2 separate regions of the Xenopus laevis genome follow, and region 1 is linked to region 2. The links are chromatin contacts, called in public Hi-C maps. All regions are on one chromosome and are shown on one strand. Each heading gives the region's core, a stretch centred on a gene start, on an enhancer-like site or on the middle of the called end of the contact. The rest is flanking DNA. Distances are from core to core; before and after follow the strand shown.

Region 1 (6,963 bases), core at 3,270-5,769, 110 kb after region 2:
GAAGTAAGGTGGGGGCTCCCCCTGCTGTTCCTAAGTATGACTGTTTTCCTGCTCAGCAGTTAGGGACCACCTGACAATTCCTATCCACAGCAGTAAATGAAGGGAGAATTTCACTGCATACAGTCAGGGTTCTTATAAAAACGGTACACAATTTTAAATTAAAGTATATTGGAGATAGGTTTCTTTTTCATTAAAGAAAGTAAAAATGGGATTTTATTTCTTTGCCTTTACATGCCCTTTAAGTTGTGAGTCTAACTTTTCCCAAGGGACCTGTTATCTTATATTGTTACAATTACTTATTTTCTTATCTAGAAATTGTTACAAAAGTATCTTATCTTCTGGCTGTTCTGGGCTCTCTGCCAAAAACGTTGTTTCTTTTTCTAGCAGAGAAAAACGGGACTTTCCAGTACAAATGAGGGACTGCAGGTTGAGCTGTCAAAAGAGGGACTGTCCCTCTAAAAACGGGACAGTTGGCTGGTACAGTTTTCTGCTTACAGGAGCACCAGCCTGGGGTATCAGTTAGAGATTATAATGGGGGTGCCTGACATTTGGTACCCTCCAGTGATTAAATATTTCCTTCTCCTTGAAGGCAGCCCTCATATAGGGAAAACTCATCCTGATCTCTAGACGTATGAACTCTATTATCTGGAAACCTATTATCCCAAAAGCTCTATAGAGGCCTGTTTAAGAAAACAATTTATATTTGTTGCAGCAATGACACAGGGCTCTGTAGTTGATGCTAAATACGCTGCTTAAATCCATATTGGTTACAAAAAAAATCATACTGGGGTTTTTAATGGTCAGATGTTTTAGTAGCCTTAATGTATGGTGATCCAATTTAAGGAAAGACTCCATATCTGGAAAACCCCAAGTTCAATGATTCCAATTAACAGATCCCATACTAGTCTAATGAAACGAATTAGCAACAAATCTCTCCGTTTGTAATCAGCCATGCAGCATAACATTGCAAGTGTTTACCTTGTACTTAATGTCAAACACATTCCAGATAATTCATTCTATACCAGCCTTTCATCAACAAATATCCCAAAGAACATTCACTGTAACAGGATAAAGAATTAACATCTTATACATACCTTAATCCTCATATTTATATTAATAAGTAGCAGGTATGGGGGCATGAGTGGACCACAGGTCAGACAGCTTTAACTCTCTCTGCTGTCTTATTTGAACTCCAAAGGTAACAGATAGTAAAGGTGATTGTTAAATAGTACAGCTACTCCTGTATTCAAGTTGAGTGCAATAATAAGGGGTATTGAAAAGTTTTTACACTTTCGTTACTTGTATTCTGTCTGGATGTTCTTGACTGATACTTATGTACAATGGATATTAGCCGGTTAGTCAACTGGGTAGGTTTGAAATGATTATCTTATACACAATGGCGAGTAGTGCATGGTGCAATATGAAGAGCAGATCTTCTCTTTACTTCCAGCAGTTCGTGTAGTATCCAGTGGAGCTTTGACACTCCATACTATCCTTCCTAATACCCACCTACCCAGGTCCCCCAGTCATAGCACTCCCAAGATAAAGGGACAGACTCACTAAAGGGCGAAGTGGCCGTCGCTAGCGTCAATTCGCCAGAAAGCCCATTCGCAGGGACATCGCCAATTCACTAACAGGCGCAGAGGACAATTCGCTAGCGAACGAGACAATCGGTAGCATTTGTTCGCACTCTATTGCAAGGCGACTTTTGCGCTCTGGTGAGCGATCGTTACTCCGCAAATTCTGTAAAGTGCGAATTTTACTGAACGTTACCTATTTCGCCAGAGTTTACTTTGCCACATCAGTCAAGGCGAACTGATAAACCTAAGCTACAGCCTCCTTAATCTTATGTCATGGACATCATATCCTGTATGCCGAAAATGCATTAAAGCTGTAAAAAAAAAAGTCAGAACTATTAAAGATTTATGTGTGAACAAATTTTAACTTATTTGAGGGGCATGTCACATAAGGGTGGGCTCATGTCTAGGGCATTAGATGATCTCTTCTGTCTTTATTATGACTTTGGTTTGAAAAAGTGGCCACTTCAAACATTTGCACCAACATTAGTAATAAAGACGTCCATACTACTTTTAGGTACCCGCCCTATTCAAATTAACCTAAGCGCAAGAGTGCTAGTGAAGTTTCGCTAGGCAGAAATGAACGCTAGTGAAAATTAGATATGAAATGTCGAACGAAATTTCGGACGACTTTGGAAAATGCCACGCCACATGTGCTTTAGCGCAGGCGACTTTTCATTATAGCGGATGGGAAGACACGAGGAGGCAGTTTGGCAATCTCCCCAAATCTCCTCGTGTGAACTAACCCTTAGGCCACGTTAGCAGTAAGCCAATTAGGAGGGTCTGAGACCCATTTAGAAGCCTCTTTACATCGACCACCTACCTGTAGTCTGTTTTTCCTGGGCTTGTTTTCATTTGGTTTATAAAAAGTTATGTTTAAATGCTGGTCCACTGAGTGATCAGATTATGGGTTGGGGAAGTGCAATCTCAAGGGTCAGTTCTCTTTCTTTCTTCATTTACGATCTACTTTTCAGACCCTGCACACCATCCACTGTTTCTCTAACCGATGGAAGGTGCTCCCTAATTTACTTTTTCTTATTTTATATGAACAGACTGCCTGCATAGGGAATGACCCCCACCCCCCATTCAATGCAGCGCTACGACTGCCAGAGGGGTCCAGTCTTGCCACTTGCTACGGCCCTACAGTCAAATGGCAATTTACTGCACATGCATTGTTCTAAACAGCCAAGTGATCACTTGAAATGACAGAAGATTTGATTGCAGCTTTCTGTGGCATAGTAACCTGGCTGGTGCATTTGTCAGCAAAGAGGAGCTTGTTAATGATTATACTCACTGGGGGGAACCTAATAAATTTGCACTTCCTTGCCTTTAAGGCTGGAATTACACAGTTTGCTTCCTTCCGATCCGACACGATGAGAGGAAACGCACATAGGCGGATTTTAATGAAGGTTGGGGGAGGCTAAGCCTCCCCAAACCTAATTTCTCTGTAAATTTAATTTAGCATACAATGCTGCAAATGGGCACAGACGGGTAGCAGGACCGCATCAACTAGCCGATGTGGTCCTGGATCTCAGAAAAAAATAAAACAAACTTGCGAGATCGACATCTGGCCTATTTTTGGCCTTTTATCGACTGGGAGACACTGTCAGGAGCCCCCACACATGGGCAGATAAACTGTCGAATTGGTCTAAAGGACCCATAATGGCAGCTTTATTCTGCCTGTTACCTTAAGTCTAGGATGTTAACGGTCATTGCAGTTAACACTTTTTAGCCTCCCCAAACAAAAAAAATCACCATCCGCCTGTGGAAGCGCATGCAAGGAGACTGATGCGGCAATATAAGGTAAGTAATAGAAATGTCGGACCTTGTCGCTGCGTGCAACCGACCGCTGCATGTTGCATCTTCATCCGACAGTTGTGTCGGATCTACTCAGCGACAAGGTCCGAAATTTCTATTACTTACCTTATATTTGCTGCATCCGTCTCCTCTCATCGCGTCAGATCGGAACAGTGTTGGACTGGCCCACAGGGATACCAGGAAAACTCCCGGTGGGCCCAGATGTCAGTGGGCCCCTCATGCTGCTAAACTTTTGGCCTATTTCATGGCCATTCCATATTTCTATGAGAACAAAGAGGCTAAATAGGTGGAATAATAGATTATAGTATGTAAAGAAAAGAGACTAGGAGAATAGAGGTTGATTGAGGAGATGAAGAATAATAGTACTGAGAGTGGGACCTGGTCTAAGGTTTTTGGGTGGGTCCGACACTGGATTGGAAGGATGCGCACTGTGTAGTTCCAGCGTTAAAGGGGGGAGAGGAAGGAAGGGGGAGGTTAGGGTGGCACATCACTGGACAGGTGGCAAGCCTAGTTTAAACCTGTTTGTAACTCTACACAATGCAGTAGAAGTCTTGCACGCTTCCTGACAGCTCTTGTGCTACATTATTTCAATAGTTAAAAGCAACATTATTTCAGTGACCCCTTGTTTGTAACTACTAGTGTATAGTTTTGCTGTAGTGCTTTGCCCTCTATACAAATACATATACACATACAGTGACAAGCGAAGAGTAACTACTTCTCTCAATTGTACTTTTATTAACAAATAACTGTAAAGCCACTGAACAAGTGTAACAAATGGAAAGCTGCTTAAAATTTCATTTTTTTACATTGGGAATTTATTTGTTACGTTTACAAATTGCGTCCCCTTTTCAAGTGCGACAGACTTTTGCAGCTGCCACAGGCTCCCTCTCAGCCTCACTTACCGCTCATACCATTTACGCCTATGACCACGCCCATATAACAGGATTCCCACAAGAAAGGAGTAGGTTAAACAACTCACTGCCCTTGCGTTCTGCCAGCGGTCGCACCAATTAATCCATAAAAAAGGGGCGCGTCCCTCACGCTCCGCACAATAAAAATACGTTGTCAACTCTGGTCACTGTTAGCTACTCATTGCCACCCATGATTAAATGTCGGCTAGGAGACATTGGAACCGTCCTACTCGGTAACGACTGAGGGGTGGTTCGTCTATCCAGTAGCAACGCAGCGATACCAGCTGATTGCCTTTCCCCCCCTTCTTTTGTCACGCGTTGGTACCTTACCATGGTTATAAAAGCAGCTGAGGCGGCGCCCTCTTATCAGTCTGTATCTAGACGGGAACGGCGTGAGTTTGTGTGTGAGACGTCAGTCATGAAGTGGTGCGCAATGGAAATCAACCCTGAGGTAAGTAAGGTGCTCGTGACTTTTACTGGGTTAGACCGATGTGGTCGCGTTCTGTTCTCCGTCATTTATGTGCATTTTCTTTATTCCACAGATGCTGAATAAAGTGAGTGGTGGCCTTTATGACATCTCCTTTATGATATCCATATGGCAGCACCAACACCCGCATCTTTCCTGGGATTCGGCTCTGAACATGCTTGTGTAGCTGACTGGGTGGTTATTTAGCTTTCTCCTAGTCTGTGCAATGACTGTACGAGTTGTCAGGGCGTGGCCCCGGCCCTGTGGTACCCAGGATCCTGCATCCCTGTATTACTCCTCAGCAGGTGCACACATGGAGCCAGGGCAGCTTTACAATAGGGCAGGGAGGAACCTTTTTTTTTTATTTTCTGGGGTCTATAGACACAGGGATGTCCCACCTCTCTGGCTGTCGCTCTTTCTAAAATTTCCAGCCCCACTAGCAAGTAGGGATGCAGTGAATCCACTATTTAGGATTCGGCCGAATTCTTTGCAAAAAATTCAGCTGAATACCAAACTGAATCCTAATTTGCATATTCTAATTAGGGATGAGAAAGGAAACACATTTTTATTTCCTTGTATTGTGTCCAAAAAGTCACGTGATTTCCCTCCCCGCCCCTAATTTGCAAATGCAAATAAGGATTCTGTTCGGCCGAATCCTGGATTCGGTGCATCCCTGCTAGCAAGTCGGACATAGTTTTCTAGCACTATTATTTCACTTATTTTAATCAGATTTGAGTGTTGCTGCCAGGCCTGGGGCCTCACCTCATTTTTTGGTGTTATGATCCTTTTAAGAGGTGAGGCCCCAGGCCTGGCAGCAGCGCCCAAATCTTATTAAAATAAGTGCAATAATAGTGCTAGAAAATTATGTCCGACTTTCTAGTAGGGATGCACCGAATCCTTCTGCCCGGCCGAACCAAATCCTTATTTGCATATGCAAATTAGGAGTGGGGAGGGAAATCACACTATTTTTGTCACAAAACAATGAAGTTAAGTGTTTTCTCATCCCGGTATTCGGTATTCTGCCGAATCTTTTGCAAAGGATTCGGGGGTGTTTTAAAGTAATGAAAATATAACTTAGTGTTGCCCTGCACTGGTAAAACTGATGTGTTTGATTCGGAAACACTACTATAGTTCATATAAACAAGCTGCTGTGTAGCAATGGTGGAAATTGAAAAAAGTCTATATGGCACAGGATAAATATTGGTAACAGTGAACACCATTATGTTCTACAGAGCTTATCTGCTGTGCAACTTTAGTCTTTTCTCCTTTGAATAGCTGCCCCCATGGCTACACAGCAGCTTATTTATATAAATATAGTAGTGTTTCTGAAGCAAACACAGCAGTTGTACTAGTGCAGGGCAACACTGCATTATATCTTTATAACTTTACAACAATTTCATTTTTTGATGTTACTTGTCCTTTAACTCACTGGTGCTGCTGTTTTGGAAGTTGTAGGCATGCAGTGCCTAAAGGGTCAGGTGGTCATTGCATAAACTTTTTTTTTTTTTTTAAACATTAAATTTTAGTGCCCATCATTACTTACCAGTGCACCTGCATTTATTTTTAATTTTCTTTATGAATGTCACCTAGAACATAGGTGCAACATATGAATAATAGGTAGAACAAAGATAATTCTAAAAAAACTATAGATAGAAGATTGATACGGGGTCCTTTATTCTTTAAGGGAGGAAATAGTTTGTGGAGTTTGAGGTAGATCAAGGGCATGGTTTACTCTTGACCGTTTCCAAGATTATTTTTAAGGGCAGGACTGCTTGTGTTTAGCTGGCAAAGCTAAAATTATAGGGGCACCTTGATGCCAAGGAAGAAAATTGAGATTTACTGAAACATTTCAGTGCAGTTTTTATATAGTACAGGTATGGGATCCATTATCCAGAAAGCTCCGAATTATGGAAAGGCCATATCACAGATTACGTTATAAGCATTTACAAGTTATTAAAAATGATTTCCTTTTTCTCTAATAATAAAACAGTACCTTGTAACTTGATCCAAACTATGGTAATGAATCCTTATTGGAAGCAAAACCAGTTTATTGGGTTTATTTAATATTTACATGACTTTCTAGTAGACTTAAGATATGAAGATCCAAATTACAGAAAGATCTGTTATCCATAAAACACCAGTTCCAAAGCATTCTGGATAACAGGTCAGCAGCTTATCTGCCAGTGTGTGT
Region 2 (6,404 bases), core at 3,795-6,294:
AGGGGGTTTACAAATTTACCAGCAAGTACATTAGGGTTTCCAGCTGGCTGGTGAAATACAGGCCAGGTGGGAACCCTAACAAGATGCAACACAGCGAGGCGTCAATTTCTTTTTTTTTTATATTTAAAATTTTATTGATTTTCAGTTGTCAAGAAAAATAGCAGGTGCAACATAGTATTAGCTTTGATACATAATCAATACAACAAGGTATCTGGGTTAACATAACATTTCACCAGCTGATATCCTAATAGATAGCTCACTGAATGCTCAGACGTGGTGTCAAAAAGAATCTCAAGTTACCATGTTTTCGCTAAGCCAATATACCTTAAGTCTTCAGGCGACTAATCTCCCCAAAATGCCTTCCCGCCAGCTATAATCTGAATCTCCAGTGGGGTGGCACTAAGATCGCTTCATTTTTTGAAGTGCCGAAACGATCCGAGTACCATCCCGCCGGTTCTACCCTAGCAACCAGGCAGCGGTTTAAATGAGAGGCTAGATGAAGTAACAACAAAACAATAACAATAAAAGTAACAATAAATATAATTAACACTAACAATAAAATTGTAGCCTCACAGAAAAATAGTCAATGACCTGCAGCTGTAAGGGTGGTGGCACACGGTAAGATTCTGGGGAGATTAGTCAACCAGCGTCAAATCTCCTCTTCTTCGACTATTCTCCCTGAAATGCCTTACATTCCGCTGGCGATTCACATTCTTGCCAGCAGGAAGACATTTCAGGGAGATTAGTCACCTGAAGAAGAGGAGATTTGTCGATTTGGGAAAAAAATCTAGTTCTAAACTAGGTTAAGTAGGAGAGAGATTAAGGTAGAAAGGAAGGAAAGACGAGAGGGAAAGAGAAAGTTTTGCCAGGGGCCAATAAAAAAAACACGCAATCTGTATATTTTCTTCTGCCCAGTGTTGGACTGGCCCACCGGGCTCCAGGAAAACGCCTGGTGGGCCCAGGTGTCAGTGGGCACCCTTGCTCTCACCATTTGGCCTATTTCATGGTCATTCCCTACTTCTTTATGGGGCTTAATAATGAAAGAATATAGTATACTATTGTAGAGATAAAAGACAGGAAAATAAGTTGGTTGAGTGAAGAAAGGAGGAATAATAGTTTGTAAAGGGGTTCCATGGTCTAAGGTTTTCTGGTGGGCCCCTGGCATCCCAGTCTGACACTGTTGCTGCTCCAGAGCTATGATAGGAGGGGTTAAATATCCAACCCAGACTAAAATCCAAAGAAAGGACTTTATAGTGCCAGGGATGGTAGATCTTTTTAGATATTTTGCTTTATTCATTTATTGTATCTCTTGTGATTTTCACTCTTCCCAGTTCCAACAGTAACTGGTGAAATCCACAAACACAGGGGCTTAACTACAGAGGAAGCAGACCCTGCGGCTGCAGGGGGGCCCAGGAGGTATAGGGGCCCCATGAGGCCCTAATTCATATACAATTTCAATAAATATTGGAGAAACAAGTCAACCTCTAAACATTTTGGGGGCCTGAAAAATAATTTGCTGTGGGGCCCAGTAATATCTAGTTACGCCACTGCACAAACACATCCCATAAAGCATCACTTGAATATGATGGAATGAATCTTATGTGGAAGGGGTCAATAAGCATCTGCCATGCTAAATCAGAAAGGAAAAGGAGACATTTTAAGACCCTCTACATCCTGATAATTAAAACAGGAAAAAAAAGTTGTCAGGGATGTCCTGATCTAGATATGTCAGAGGAAAACATCAGGAGGCAGGGAAATCTTATTCCCAAAGGCCTGCAGGTATGTGCAGAAAAAAAGAATCTGCCAATAGCCAAGCTATTGGGAGCTTAACGTATAGTAAAATTACATACAGTATGTCATAGGAAATTCTGATTTTTGAATAGTATGAATTGCTTTGGTCAGCAAACGGATTTATTTGTATGACCTAATGGGCACAGTGCCCCAAGCAAAGTTTTGGGCCCATCTCAGCCCTTTCACCCGCAATGCCTTCAGCTTTCCATAATCACACAACTGATCACTGATAAGGAAAGTGAAACCTGGCTTAAGCTGGCCAAAGGGTTGTTCACCTTCAAATTAACTTTTAGTATGATGTAGAGAGCTTTAATTTTTTATTATTATGTGTGGTTTTTGAGTTATTTAGCTTTTATTCAGCAGCTCTCCAGTTTGCAATTTCAGCAATACAGTTGCTAGTGTCCAAATTACCCTAGCAACCATGCATTGATTTGAATAAGAGACTGGACTATGAATAGGAGATGAATAGAAAGATGTGTAATAAAAAGTAGCAATAAATGTAAATTTGTAGCCTTACATTCAGGGTCAGACTGGGTCTAAAGGACACCGGGTGAAGCTAGGTTTAATTAACACACCCACAAGGGATGGTGGGTGGTGGTGGCCCCCTGTATGGGGGTGTGGGGGCATGGTGGGGGCACCTGGGCCTTGCACCCACCAGTCCGACCATTAGACCATTTGTTTTTAGATGGGGTCAGCAACCCCCATTTGAAAGCTGAAGAAAGTTAGAAGATGGGAAATAATTCGAAAACTATAAAAAAGAAAAAATGTAGGCCAATTGAAAAGTTGCTTAGAATTAGCCATTGTATGTTAACTTAATGGTAAATCATCTCTTTAATGGTAAATGAATACAAGGTGCAATGGCCTGGCCTTGTACATCCACAAGGTGGCAGGAACATTGTATGCATGTTGGAGCAGTCAGCAGAATCACACATCTGCATAAATGGAACGGCTCGTGACCTTACCAAGCACAGCTTATATCTAAAGAGAAGCCACAGAATACTGTCTGTGTATTAGTAATGCAAAGAAAGAGAATGCTGCTATCACTGCTAGACATATTTCTTATGCATCTGGCACTGAGAGATAGCTGTACATTATTTCCCATGGAATATACTTCACACTGTAATGTAATAATTAAATTTTTTTGGTGCGCAGCTCCCACTTCTGCAATTTTAAAAGCTATCGAGTTGTTGGTGACACTGATGGGCATTATAACTGCCGATGCTGTACAGTGGAAACGGCGTTAAATTGTCCATGTCCTCCTCTCACCACTTGCAATATTAACAGAAACACTCAACATCAATGAACGTATTATAAAATTGTGCAAATTGCTCTTCTAAGCACTTTTGCAATATAAATATAGTTTTCTGCGTATTATCTGTTATACAGTGGCCCAATCACATCCCTGATCACAATCCAATTGAGGATCTGGGGAACTATTCGTAAATAAAGATTTACAAGTTTCAACCCACTAAAAAAAGAGTTTAAATACATCTCAGTTTATATACATCTCAGTATTCTTACCTTGGCTTCAGGATCACTGTTAATGCTGGAGGAATCCTCTTCTTCAGACTGAGGCCCATTTCTAAGAATCAGAATACACGTCTTTAGGGCCGTATTTAGATATAAATTTAAAAAAGTATAGGCTAGTAAAGTAACCTTTAACTAAAAGAGAATATTTTCAAAACCCAACAAAACGTCCACATCCGTTTAAGTTACTGAAGTTACTGGGCATTTAGAGCTATCACATTTGGCTAAGAGGATTTGATAACAAAAAGGAAACTTTACAAGTCTATCTATACTATTTCTCACCTTAATTCCTCTAGGGCGAAGAAGCCCAAAATAATTCTTCTCAAGTTGCTTGGGGTTCCCATTGACTTCTTGTGAATGGATGTACTAACCTAACTCAAGAATTTTCAAGTAAGTCCATTGATAGTGATAGAATTATTCCACTAAAATAATTACACTGTGCCATTAGAGACAATGGTCATTGTCACCTCTATAACCCAGAGAGGTTAAGGAGAGAAAATTTAAAAAAAAATATCAATAAATATCAGAAAAATCTCACTATTTTTTTTTAGCCAAGAATGAACTAAGGAGAAAACTCAATAATGTATATAGGAAATTATAGTTTTCAGGTACTACTGATCCTTTTATTATAAAACATCCCTTTATTCTACAGAGAGCTTGAATGATGAAAAGTGGAATCAGAGGAAACCACAAAAATGCACTATTAATACAGATATGGGGTCCTTTATCTGCAAACCTTTTATCCAGGAAGCGCCAAACTATGGGAAGGCCATCTCCCATGGATTCTCCATTTTAACCAAATAATTAAAAAATGTTTTAATTATTTCCTTTTCTCTGTAATTATAAAACTTTTATAAAACCTGCATGGATGAATATTAGTAGCAAAACAATCCTATTGGGTTTATTTAATGTTTCACATTTTTTAATCCAAATCCAGATTTTAGAAAGAACTCTTATCTGGAAAATCCCAGGCCTCAATAATTCCAGATAATAGATCCTATACATGTACAGGAAATTGCAATCTTTGCATTGACATAACCATAAAAATAATACTTGCCTTAGCTTTAGGGAGGCGTAGCGTAATGTTGCTCCTTCAAACTCCTTTAGACTTGGATCTGGGTTGACTGTGGCTGCATGCAAATCCTAAAGAGAGATATCTCAGGTTACAACATGGACATAGTAAGGTTCACAAAATGATCGAAAACAAGGGAGAAGCAAGATAACAGTCCATATGTATGAAGATATAAGATACCTTGTACAAAGAAATATTGTGTATATACATCAAAGGTCCATACTGCACTTATTTTATGTAATCATCACTTGGTGCAGCACTGATATCTTTATCCTGGCTTCAAGGAAAGCAGCAGTATAAATGCTCTACAGACTTGGATGACTGGCATTTGATGAATATACCCCAAGGTATCTTAAGGTTTCTTGGAATAACAGAAAAAGGTGCACTTTTCTCCAAGCAAAGAAGCATAGAAGATTTGTTCAAAAGAAAAGTTCATGCACTTTATGCTAATATCCAGGTGAAGAAACATATTCTCAAAGAAAAAAAACAGACCTTCCGGTTAGAAAGCTGAAAGGAATAAGGAAGAATTTGATACCACATCAGATAAAGAAAAACCTGTGATTTTGCTTTTAATCCAAAGCTACACCTGGAGATTTGACAGTGTGACAAAGGGGATGTCTACATTTTGGGGACAGTAAACTAATATTTTCATAGTCTTTCAAGAGGTTTAGTCAACGTGACGAATCTCCACATGTGACCCAGTGCTAAAGCTGCCTGGTCTTTGAATGGTAACTGTGAAAAAAAAAGCAGCCACTGCCATGCACACAGAAATAATAGGTTTACACTTTGAAATGATCTAACCAGATACTTGCCTTCCAAATGTCAACATTAATCTTTCCCCCATTCAGAACAGCAAAATCACTCCAAGGCTGTTTCTATACAATTATTCACACAGGAGGAGGCACATTGGTAAAAAGAAAACAAACAGAACAAAAAACACAAGACAGTCTTGTTAGCATATAATAAGAGGGTAGGTTACCATCTAATTATCATCTAATTCAATTCATTGGTGCAGACACTTACATGGGGCAATTTCCCCCCTTGTTCAACACTAACTCACTGAATAGGCCTTGTGCTCAACATACTGTTTTGCACGTTTATTTAATTAAGAAATATCTAACAGTCGTTGTTACTTCCCCACCTTAACATGGCATAGACTGAATGTAGTTTCACTTTCTAACTGCCTGTGGTTCTTCTGAACAACTGTGGGAAGAGGAGAAGGCTCTCTGTATGATGAACTCCTTTTGCAGTCTGATGCTGGGAGGGGTTTGTTTATATACAGCTCAATATTTCTATTTAAACAAGCTATCCTTATTACGGGGGAGAGAGCAAAAGAAAGTGAAGGTAAACACAGTGATCTATCAGTACTTTTTTATCATTGGAAAATACGATTTTGTTTTAATTAAAAGAATGGACAGGATACAATTTCAACACAACCCCTATTTATTGTGCTCATGTTGAACTAAGGTATATATAAGTGTGTACTGCCCCTTTAAGACTGGCCTACACACTGCCAGGTGAGGGGGTTAGCCTTTATATGGGTATCGCTTACAGAAAATTCGCTAGTGCTCATACAACATTTTAAAGGCTAAATATTCTAGGTTATTCTAGAAATACTATAATGTACGCACTAGACTTACTCAAAGATAAAGCTGCCAGTAACTGTAAAAGTTCTATCAGTATCTCCCCAATTTTGCTTTCTCCCAACTGCTTGAGATACACACATTGTTGGTGCTCTTTGGGTGCTGTTACTAAGATAGGTTCAGCGATCACCATAAAACACCAAAACATAAGTAGAAAGTTAGGATACATCTGTCGAAGAAATCTAACATAAGATCTCTACCCCAAATTTTACTTTTACAAGAATATAAGAAAACACATTTTCCAGTATAAATTCATTGAAAAATGATAATTGGTTTTCAAATGATTTGTTAATTTAACAGCTACTGAAAGCCGGGCCTACTGGAACCATTTATTTTCTCTGCTTCAGTAGTTGTCACTCTTGAAACAATGT

What was found. Hi-C and Micro-C count contacts between places; a contact is called where the count stands out from the background.
Region 1: a contact with region 2 is called in a Hi-C map of the XTC cell line, with 2.5 times the contacts expected there. The contact joins the promoter of uchl1.L here to the enhancer-like site in region 2. A contact is called at or near these places in 3 of 4 Hi-C or Micro-C datasets (the XL177 cell line, the XTC cell line and animal cap).

Annotation. Positions count from the first base shown.
Region 1 is chr1L:37,999,720-38,006,682 of Xenopus_laevis_v10.1, forward strand. It overlaps uchl1.L (ubiquitin carboxyl-terminal hydrolase isozyme L1), which reads left to right and starts at 4,520. Exons shown (of 9, transcript XM_018229404.2): 1 at 4,520-4,757; 2 at 4,849-4,860. The coding sequence starts at 4,638.
Region 2 is chr1L:37,887,472-37,893,875 of Xenopus_laevis_v10.1, forward strand. apbb2.L (amyloid-beta A4 precursor protein-binding family B member 2) reads right to left here. Exons shown (of 15, transcript XM_018229369.2): 6 at 4,376-4,461; 7 at 3,313-3,373. Among protein-coding and RNA genes, the nearest start is that of nsun7.L, 110 kb to the left of the region's middle. Within about 2 kb of position 5,045, at least 1 of the 7 cell types and tissues checked has an H3K27ac peak or open chromatin away from gene starts, as enhancers often do.